2 separate regions of the Sus scrofa genome follow, and region 2 is linked to region 1. Evidence: chromatin contacts called from public Hi-C data. All regions are on one chromosome and are shown on one strand. The core of a region is the stretch at or near the end of the contact, and the rest is flanking DNA. Distances in the headings are between cores, read along the strand shown. Region 1 overlaps PIP4K2A (phosphatidylinositol-5-phosphate 4-kinase type 2 alpha). Region 2 overlaps PIP4K2A (phosphatidylinositol-5-phosphate 4-kinase type 2 alpha).

Evidence for each region. Hi-C and Micro-C count contacts between places; a contact is called where the count stands out from the background.
Region 2: a contact with region 1 is called in a Hi-C map of liver, with 1.5 times the contacts expected there. The contact joins two enhancer-like sites. A contact is called at or near these places in 3 of 5 promoter capture datasets (fetal liver, fetal skeletal muscle and liver) and 4 of 47 Hi-C or Micro-C datasets (embryonic fibroblasts, fetal skeletal muscle, liver and 1 more).

What each region holds. Positions count from the first base shown.
Region 1 is chr10:52,233,371-52,238,510 of Sscrofa11.1, forward strand. All of the region lies in intron 1 of PIP4K2A (phosphatidylinositol-5-phosphate 4-kinase type 2 alpha), which reads left to right. Among named protein-coding and RNA genes, the nearest start is that of PIP4K2A, 11 kb to the left of the region's middle. Within about 2 kb of position 2,336, at least 13 of the 83 cell types and tissues checked have an H3K27ac peak or open chromatin away from gene starts, as enhancers often do. A contact at or near this core is called in liver, where this site is marked.
Region 2 is chr10:52,372,325-52,377,464 of Sscrofa11.1, forward strand. PIP4K2A (phosphatidylinositol-5-phosphate 4-kinase type 2 alpha) reads left to right here. Exons shown (of 10, transcript NM_001195781.1): 6 at 1,515-1,553. Among named protein-coding and RNA genes, the nearest start is that of PIP4K2A, 150 kb to the left of the region's middle. Within about 2 kb of position 2,072, at least 2 of the 83 cell types and tissues checked have an H3K27ac peak or open chromatin away from gene starts, as enhancers often do. A contact at or near this core is called in liver, where this site is marked.

The DNA of each region.
Region 1 (5,140 bases), core at 1,086-3,585:
TCAAGGGGTACTCAACACTGAAATTTCACTATTCCCCCCAAGTGGGTTCTCTGCTTTTCGAAACTATTTCTTACCTTTCTCCCTCCTTAAACTTCCCGCTAGTGTTTTGCCTCTTGGCCCCACTCCACCCCCAGCTGATGACCTTGAACGCTTTAGAAAGCATGGAACAAAGAGAAATCATCCCTTCCCACCCTCCCTACTACCCAATCCACTAACTTTGGGATGCTGAATCCATCATCCTGCAGATGTGCTGGAGGGCTGCACTGTCCAGTTTGGTAGTTACTAGTCGCACGTGGCTATATTTAAATTTTAAATCCTAATTAATTAAAATAAAATCTTTTTTTTTTTTTTAATAGCCACACCTGTGGCCTGTGACAGTGCTGGGCCACAGTTTGAATCTGAGCTACAGCTGCAACCAGTGCTGCAGCTGTAGCAGCAGCAGTGCTAGATCCTTTAAGCCACTGTGCCGGGCCGGGGATCAACCCTCTGCCTATGCAGTGACCCGAGCCACTGCAGTTGGATTCTTAACCCACTGTGCCATAAAGATTCAGATTTCGCTATCAATAAATGCTCAGTAGCCACCGGTGGGTGGTGGCCACCAAGTTGGAGAAATAGACTTTTTCCATCTGTTGCATCACTTTGGACTGGACGGCACTGCCTGCTCTGGGACCTCCCGTCTCGGAAACAGAATGAACAGCCATGACCACCAGAACCGTCCTTTGATGTCTTGTCTCTCACATTAGCATCCACGCTGCTTCTCTGTTCCTTGAGATAGCAAAAAATGTTGAGAAGCCTTGTCTAAAGCTGCTGTATCCTGTTGTCCCCCTGACCTGCCACTTTCATCCTTATTCTTCTGAGGAAGCTGTTCCTGTCCACAGCACCAGTCATGTTTTCAGGTCTAGGGGCCACCCTTTTTTTTTTTTTTTTTGGTTTTTAGGGCTACACCTGCAGCATATGGAAGTTCCCAGGTTAGAGGTTGAATTGGAGCTATCGCTGCCGGCCTATACCACAGCCATAGCAACGAAGGATCCAAGCCACATCTGCAACCTACACCACAGCTCATGGCAGCACCAGATCCTAACCCACTGAGCAAGGCCAGGGATTGAACCTGCATCCTCATGGATACTTGTTGGGTTCATTAACCACTGAGCCACAATGGGAACTCCTGTTTTCAATTTCTTAATCAATATCTCCACTTGAGATCCTAACGGGCACCGCAGATGTGTCCCCACCAGAACCTGTGGTTTCCTCCCTGCCCAGCCCCACCTCCAGCCGTGCCCTGAGCCTGTTTCTTCCTCATCTCAGTCAGCAGGTCACCGTGTACCCAGATGCTCAAGCCCCAAACCCAGGAACCAACCTTGATCTTCTCTCTTCCTCTCCCCTCCCTCCCTCCCGACTCCCATGTCTGAATCCCGAATCTGTGCACGAATCCTCTTCCTCGAGGACGGGGCAGCCAGGATCCCCCAGGTCTGTCTATGGTCGCCTTGGCCTGGGCTTTTTGAAATGTACACGATATCTTGTCACTTCTTCAGTGAAAACCTTCCAGAAGCTTCCCTGTATCATTTTGCTGTACACCCGAAACACAACATTGTAAATCGACTACACGTCAATTAAAAAAAAAATGAACTTGAAGAGGAAAAAAACAGAACCAAAAAACCCCAAACTCTTTTCCGTGGCTTGGAGGTCTTAACCAGCCTGGCCCCAGTTCCCTCTGTGCCTTCTCCCTTCCAGCCACATGAGTCTTTTTCTCCTCCTTAAACTGGACCAGCTCAGAGCAGCCCCAGTGCCTCTGCATGTACCTTCCTCTTGTCTGGAATGTTCTCCCCCCAGGTCTTTGCCTGGAGGGCCCCTAGCCGGTCATTTTTCCTTTCTCAACCAAAGGCTTGCCGTCCCTGATAACCTCCTGACCTCATCCAAGGCAGCCTGTCCGCTCTCCCCTGACTCTTATTTTCTCCGTGTCACTCGACACCATCGGACACAGCATTGTTTACAAGTTTATTATTTAGCTCTCCCGGCTGTTCAGCCCTGTTAAGTTCTGTTCCCTGGCAGCTGAGGCGAGGTCTAATTTACTGCCACCTCCCCACCCCCAGGATGGTGCTTGTATGCAGTAGGCGCCCAATAGATGTGTCTGAACAAACGAGTGGAGCCACTGAGGGCTCCAGGGCTGTGCCGGGAGCCCGTCCACCCGGAACTGTACAGTGAGCTTTATTTGTGCTTGGATTGAGCAGAGCGTTTAGAGCATTTTGCTGAGCGGTTTGTGCAACCCCTGGGAGAGCGGAGGAGAACCTGCTGCAAGCTGGTGATAAGAGCTGTGGGGTAACCGCGAGCTGGTGACAAATCAAGAGCTTATGTCCACAACCGCCCTTGAGAACTTTGCCTCGTGAACATGGCAGAGGAGGTCCCGAGAGTAAACAGCTTCTTGAGTAGAACGTCACCAGGTCAATGGTGTGCGGGTCAGGAAAACATTTCTGAACAATCTGAGACGTTGTTTTATAGAAGCGTGGCACTGCAGTGTTGTTTCTGGTTTATTCTGTTGTTTTTTTTTTTAGGGCCACACCTGTAGCATATGGAGATTCCCAGGCTAGGGGTCCAATCGGAGCTACAGCTACCGGCCTACACCAGTGCCACAGCAATGCAGGATCCGAGCCTCACACCACAGCTCACGGCAACGCCAGATCTCCAACCCACTGAGCAAGGCCAGGGATCGAACCCGCAACCTCATGGTTCCTAGTCAGATTCTTTTCTGCTGCACCACCATGGGAAGTTCTTTCTGGAGTCTTTTGATGGCTTTGGGCCTGCCTCCCTCCCAAAGTTCTAGTGTTGAGAAGCGTGCCCTAAGGTAATTAAACTCATGATTCTTCAAACATTCTAGCAGAGTGATGACCCCGTGACTTGGATCTTTCTGGGTCTCTTTCTACTTCTTGAGTCGTGTGTCTTGGTCACAGTGCCTCATTCCCATGTTTGCTTGGTTACTTTGGCTCTGAGCCGCTCATGTCCCTTGGACAATTATTTGGGGAGGATTTTTGTGTCTTAGGGTGAAAGTGTGTCCCTCTAGAGAAGGTTGTTTCCCGTTGCCCGTGGCTCAAGACACTGGAGACCAAGGCCATTCATTGTAAACTGAACTCACAGCTCGGAAGGTTTCAGAAGGTTTTGACCTGGCTGGTGATGGAAATGGGGGCTCCAGTCCCCTGCGGGTGGAATGATTTTATTTTGGGTTCACCTTTACTCAGAGGAGGAGTGACCCTTTTGGGTCCTAGCCTTATAGAGAAAGGGTTTCCTATTAGGTCCCTACCTTGGGTAGGCTCTAGGCTCTGACTTTGGTTCTTTTCAGCTCACAGGACCCTCAGAGTCCTCGGAATGAAGTGGCTTCCGGGGGGGAGCTGCCTGCTCTCACATCCCACTTTCACTCAAATTTTGGCAAATTAACTCTTGTCCCTTCAAGTGCTCTGATGCCTTTAAGGAGATGTTTAAGGAGTTCCTGTTGTGGCTCAGCAGAAATGAACCCGACTAGTACCCATGAAGATCTGGGTTCGATCCCTGGTCCCGCTCAGTGGGTTAAGGATCTGGCATTGCTGTGGCTGCGGTGTAGGCTGGCAGCTACAGTTCTGATTTGACACCTAGCCTGGGAACTTCCATATGCCATGGGCGCGGCCCTAAAAAAGCAGAAAAAAAAAAAAGTTAAAAAGCATATTTCATTCAGGATGTTTAGTTACCGTCAGTGACGGAGTTGATCTGAATTATTTTCACACCCTTGCAAATGGACATTGGCACCACAGTGTCTAAGGAGAGGGAGTGACAGGTGAACGACAGGAGAGGGAGAAGCCAGCGTCCGTGGTGGTTCTTGTCTCTGTGGCCACCATCCCAGGATGGGCCAGGGATGGGATGCTGGCCAACCAGCAGAGGCTCTGAGAAAGCCATGGATGTCCTCCAGGCAAGAGGCGACCAGAGCAGTTCTGTGGTGGCAGAGAGAGCGTCTGGGAGGTTGAATCCACTGGATTTGGAAGCTACGTGGGGAACAGATAGGAAGGAATCAAGGGCGATCCCAGGTTTTTTAGTTTTTGTTTTTGGTTTTTTTTTTCTTCTGCTTTTTAGGGCCACACCCACGGCATATGGAGGTTCCCAGGCTAGGGGTCAAATCAGACCTACAGCTGCCGGCCTTTGCCACAGCCACACAGGATCTGAGCTGTGTCTGCAAGCTATACCACAGCTCACAGCAAGACCAGATCCTTAAGAGCGAGGCCAGGGATCGAACCTGCAACTTCATGATTCCTAGTCGGATTTGTTTCCACTTCGCCACACCAGGAACTCCCCAGGTTTTCGAGTTTGGTACCTGTTTTTCTTCCATTCATGTTCTCCCTTACGTTAATGGTTCTTTGGGGCTGTTAGCCGAAAAGAGTCTGTATTATCTGCACTTAGGTAACTCACAAATGTTAAACATTACTCTTGATAGGTAAATCCAGCATTTGATGAATAAATTCAGCCTTTGATGTCCTTGATCTAAATAGATTCCTGGGATAATGGTCTAGTTATAACTAACATGTACTTTATTTTGTTAAAAAATGTTATTTTCCTGTCTAAAGTTCCGCTACCAAAACCTGCCATTGGTTTAGGTTTTTTGGTTTGTTTTTTGCTTGTAAGGAATTCCTATTCCTCTTGGGAATATAGGCATATAACTAAGTAAACAAGGTGCTAAATTGATGAATTAACGGAACTGCCTCCAAGGTTTAGTTGGTTGTAAATGACAGTCACGCACGTGGGTTAGGTAAAGGGAAAAACAGGGAGGCGTGATGGAGTAACTCCTGGAACAGACGTGCACTGGGAGCCACGCAGAAACCAGGAGCCACAGCACTGTCTTCACTTTCTCTCTACTCTTTGCATCACCTGCCGGGAACCTTTTCTCTAAGGTTATTGTCTTTTCTCTGCTGCCTTGTGCCCATGGACCCCACCCGGCTCCTGAGCTTCTTTGTCCCTAGGTCCAGGTCCATTCAGATGGCATTTTAACTACTCTGCATTCTGATGTCACATTTTTTAAGAGTGAGAAGAAGGAGAGACCGAAAAAGAGAGTCAGCGGCCATCAGATCCACCGGCTGTGGCCGCAGGGTCTCCAGCAGCAGAGGCTGACTGCTGGGTGGCCCCTGGG
Region 2 (5,140 bases), core at 822-3,321, 140 kb after region 1:
CAAGTACTAATTACCCCCTTTTAATTTGGAAACCTTCTTTCTTAGCATTCAGCACGTAGAGGAAGATATTTGTGGACCATGTTCCAGAATCCGTGAAGGAAGGAAAACAGTCCACTGCCAGCGGAAGCTGCTGAGCTCAGGCGGCAGAGGGCTTTCCTTCACTGCCAGCCCCCATGGCTCCTCTTCGCTTGCTGGGTCAGCTCTGTGCTCCTCTGACACAGCCCCAAGAAGCTACGAGCATCTTCCCTGGGCTGGCAGCAGGGTCTCTCAGATCCACCAGACCTGGGGATGCTGAGCGCTGGGGTGGAGAATTAGCCCCGGGGAGCTTCTGGCCTGGGCTTGGCTCCCATCTGTGAACGACAGGTCACACATGTCTTAACGAAAGCCTGAGCTGCCTGCATGCAAGATGGTCACAGAGCCAGAATCTGAAGGATGGCCAGTCTAGAAGCTGCTTTAACTTTCCCCAAGTCATATAGACATTCTCTTAATGAAAGGCTATATGCACGTATTCTGGGCCCATAAATGTGTCTTTAAAAGGTGGTCAGGTGACCAGATCCCTCTGCTCACCTCAGGGCAGTGTGGACGCCCAGTGCCTGAGGGGAAGGAGAGATGCAAACTGGGCTGTGAGCTCCCCCAGGCGATTATTCCGCTGGGAAGACACTGCGTGGGCACCAGGGAGCACAGAGTATTCACAGTTGTATTAAAGTTAGGAAATCACTGCCCAGTGGTTTCCCAGTCTTTTTTTTTTTTTTTGCATTAGGATCTTCCCTTTTTTTTTTGTTTTTTTTTTTGTTTTTTTTTTTTTGCATTAAGATCTTCCACAAACAAAGGGCAGTTTCTGTTCTTAAACTCTACCCCAGGGCCCTCCTCCCCACCCCACCCCCACCTCAGAACTGAGAGCATCCTTTTGAAAACCAGCTCGGTGGAGTACAAATTCCTGAGCCCAAGAACTGTGTTTTCTTCCACTTTACACTCAGCCTGGATTTTTCACAAAAGGGATGCATGTGTGTGTCTGGAGGGGCCTCCAAAGCAGACGGGGCCAGACAGCACCCGCTGGGCTCACCCCACAGAACGTAAGGAGAGCACGTTCATCTGTGACCCTAAACCAGGGGACAAAGGCAGGGGCTTAGCCTGCCCCCCTCTAGAAGATGCGGGCGGGAAAGAGGCCTTGGTCTCTGCGGCCGGCTGGTGGCCCACCTCACTTTGAAGACCCTCCGATGTGAGGAGAGCAGGGTTTGGACCCAGCGTTTGCACAGGCATCATCTAGGACTGTCGGGTTTTCTGATTTCCAGCAGGATGAGAACCAGGGCAAGGACAGCACAGGTGACGTGACAGGGAAGGGGTTGGGGCCGGGAGGCAGAAAGACCTGCAAGGGGTGCAGTGCTGACCTCGGATGAGGCTCCAAAACGAGCTGGTGCTCGTGTATTTCCACGCTCTGCCTGGACCGTGTGTGTGTTGCAGCACGAAACCGATGCCACGCGTGTGCATATTTTCATTCATTCTTTCTGTTCCAGGGTTCCACAGTGGCCAGGGAAGCTAGTGACAAAGAAAAGGTAAGTGCCTGTCTCCCTCCCCCGTGCTCTGCATCCTTCTTTCTCGCCCTCCCGCTGTGACGCCTGCCGCCTCCCTCTGCCCCAGTCCCTCCTCGCGTGAGCTGCCCTGCCGAGCAAGGCCGGTGGTGTTTGTGGGTGAAACATTGCTCATCAATGTGATCTTGAAATCCTGCCGCCTCCAAGGTCAACACGATCCAAACTTGGCAGGTCCCTCAGCACCCAGGTCCTAACCCCACTTTATGGCCAGCAGGCCAGGTGTGACCTTGAGTCTGTGTCTTTACCTCTGGGCCCCAGTTCTCTCACCTGTAAAATGATGGTGTTGGGCTTCAAATTCACCTGTAAAACGTTGGCTTGCCTCACCCTCAAACTCCTTTCCAACCGGAACGTGTTAAGATCCGATTAGAGTATTTTTTGTGCAAAGACTTAGGGACGAGGAAACTTACCTTTTCCTGAGTCATTGGATATGAGGTAATATTTGAACAACATTCTGTCGATTATGCAAGTTTAGACAGATTCAACTGGAAGCAGTTTAAGAATGTGGAAAGAGCTTTCTGTACGTAAACCAAATCAGCAGCTGCTTACATGGAAGGTGCCGCTCGCGCCCAGCTCCTCCTCCTCACGCTGAAGTGCCATTTCTTGACCAAACCATTTGAAAGCTGAGCTCATGGGTGTTTGTTTTTAAATTAAATGTTTAGGATGCTATCATTCAGTTTTATAGATTTGGAAATCCCCTCTTACTTAATGCACCCAGAAGGTTGTGAATGTCTTTATGGTCGCTGTCTTATCTTCAGGGGTTAAAATAATGAATCGCACAGACAGGTCCAGCAAAGCACTGTGGACGTTAAACTGGAAGTGACAGTACCACGTGATAAGTGCATGGCTAGGGAGCATGGAGCAAGGGCACCTAAAGTCTGGCTGGGTGGTCTTCCTGGAAGAGGTGGTGGTTGGAAGCCTGAAGGACAAGCAGGGGTGAGCTAGAGAAAGAGGCAGGAAAGAGCAGAGCGTACAAGAGAGGGAGCGCTTGGCGCTTTCGTTGGAGGGAGGGGAGGCCACAGAGGTGAGCAGGACCAGCTGGAGAGGCTGTGGAAATGACCTGGATGGTGGCCTGCCCTGGGGTGCTGGAAGGGGGTACAGCAGAGATTTAGGAAGAAGCCACAGAACTTGGAGCTAATCTGGGAGGTGAGTGGTACCAGGGTGTGTGTGTGTGTGTCTGTCTGTGTGTGTGTCTGTGTGTGTGTCTGTGTGTGTGTGTGTGTGTCTGTGTGTGTGTGTGTCTGTGTGTGTGTGTGTGTGTCTGTGTGTGTCTGGGAGGTGAGTGGTACCAGGGTGTGTGTGTGTGTGTGTGTGTGTGTGTGTCTGTGTGTGTGTCTGGGAGGTGAGTGGTACCAGGGTATGTGTGCGTGTGTGTGTGTGGAGGGAGGGTGGGGTTCAGGATGACCCCCAAGTTTCTGGCTTGGACAGTGGGCAGGTGTTGATCCCACTCACTGAAAAAGGGAGGAAAGCAGGCGCAGTAGTAGAAACGTCAGCATGGCAAGAGAACAGAGGTGCCACGAGAGGCTGCCGAGAGGGCTTCCACTGGGAAAAAAAGGGCTTAGGAAACCTCCAGAGAGGATGAGCAGTAAAGACAGGGATGCCTAGATGAGGTCACCCAGGACGAGTTTTGGGGAGAAGAGAAGCACGTCTGGCGCCCCCAGAAGGTCATCATTTAAGGGGTTGGGTAAAGGAAGAGCCTGCAAAAGACCAGCCAGACAGGCGGTGAGGAGGAAAGCCTGGGTCATTTGTTCACATACTTACTGAGCGTCTAGTATGAGCAAGCATGCTGCCAAGCAGGATGAGAAATGCCTCTGTGTCCAGCGCCCCACTTCGTGAAACTTGCACTCCAGAGGCATCCCAGGGACTGGAGGAAGAGCACTTTCCCAGGTCCCGGGCGCCTGTGCGGGCAGGTGGGATGAGGACTGAGAATTACCCATTGGCTCTATCAGCAGGGCCGTCCCCCACCACCTCGTCAGTGATGGTGAGGAGAGCAGAAACCCAGGTGGCAGCAGGTTAAGAAGTGAGGCACAGAAGAGGGGAGGGTGGCTCCTTCTCTCACAGTTTGAGTTTTGGACTGTGCCCCGGGGAGCAAATTTTCACACGGCCAACCCCCCTGTAAATCACCTCGAAGGCACCAGCTTTGACCAAAAGCAGCAGAAGACGATAAGCTGTCGACTTCCACGTTGCTATGTAAACATTTCTTCCAGGTGCCAGAGACTCAAGCAAGTGTCTTAAGTTTTAGTCCATGAGAAACTCAGAGGCTGAGTAGCAGCGGGATTTTCTCCTGGGCTGTTAAAAGAAACAGACTAGCGTCAGAAGCAGCCAGCCCCAGCCCAAGAGCGTGGACACGATGCCAGCCACCGCTGGGCATGGTCACTCCATTTTTACTTTGTGCCCAAGTCTCTCGTGACTACAGCAGCTCCCCCCACCCCTTCATTTCCATTTCTTCAGGTCCCACCCCCAGGGGCTTGCTCTGCTCTGGCGGGAACCAGTGCCCAGACAGACAGTTGCAGCCAGTGGGGTGAGCGCGGTGGCACGCCGCATCCTGAGCAAGGACACAAATGAAGGAGACCACGGTAGCTGACGTGGCTGTGCCGTCTCTTCATCAGGAGCAGAGCAGTCGGTTAGCAACCTGTCCCTCCTCTTGCTGCCTCTGGGCCCTCGTGCTTTCCAGGAGCTGCTGGCATTCACCACGGTTCCACCCCGCCCCCCACCAGAGACATTTAGCCCTTTACTGGGGCAGGTTTCTGTGAAAAGACATGAAAATGAGACTTTAGCAGAAAGCCACTTTTCTGAGGCTGCTTCTATCATACGCTGAATGTGTGCAGATTGTTCCTCAAATCCTCTCCCTCAGAGGGGGGCGCAGAGAAACCGGATGGGAGCCCCTTTGGGGTCAGGGTCCGATTGCCCTTCCTCGCGTGTGGCAGATTCAAGACCCAGAAGCCTCAGTTCCCACGCTGCATCGCACCTGGGGGCAGAGGCGAAATACTACCTGGGAGGTGGTGGTGTTTGTCTCAGTGTCCCGGGACTTGGAAAGGTGGCCATGCCCGACCCGAGCCGGGCCCGTGCCAACTGCCCTGACCAGCCCCTTGATGTGGGTGCTGGTATCACTTCCTTTGTGTGAACCAAGTTCTCAGACCTTGTCCCACAGTCATGACGCGACACAGCCAGGGGTTCCAGCCCAGAGCTCACACTTCTCTTCACTGTATGGTACTGCCTTTTTTTTTTAAAAAGACTTTTTGTCAAAAAATCATATTAACCCCATGAATCATGAAGTTGAATGAGGAAGCATTTCACTACAGTGTTTCACTGACAAAAACATTGTTTGGGGGTTACACAGGGTACTAAGGCAAGTTCATGGAGTCTGGATTTAAAAGTTAAAAAGTGGCGAAATAAACTGGCCTCATTCTACGTTGGCACACCAGCCAATTCGTATCTCCTCCATTTGAGGCGTTTAGGTATTTCTGTAAATACAGTCTGTGTCACTGTAGCTTACTGTAGTGTAAACCATTCAAAGTGTCTACACAAGAGCCCGAGGAAGAATTGAGTGCTTT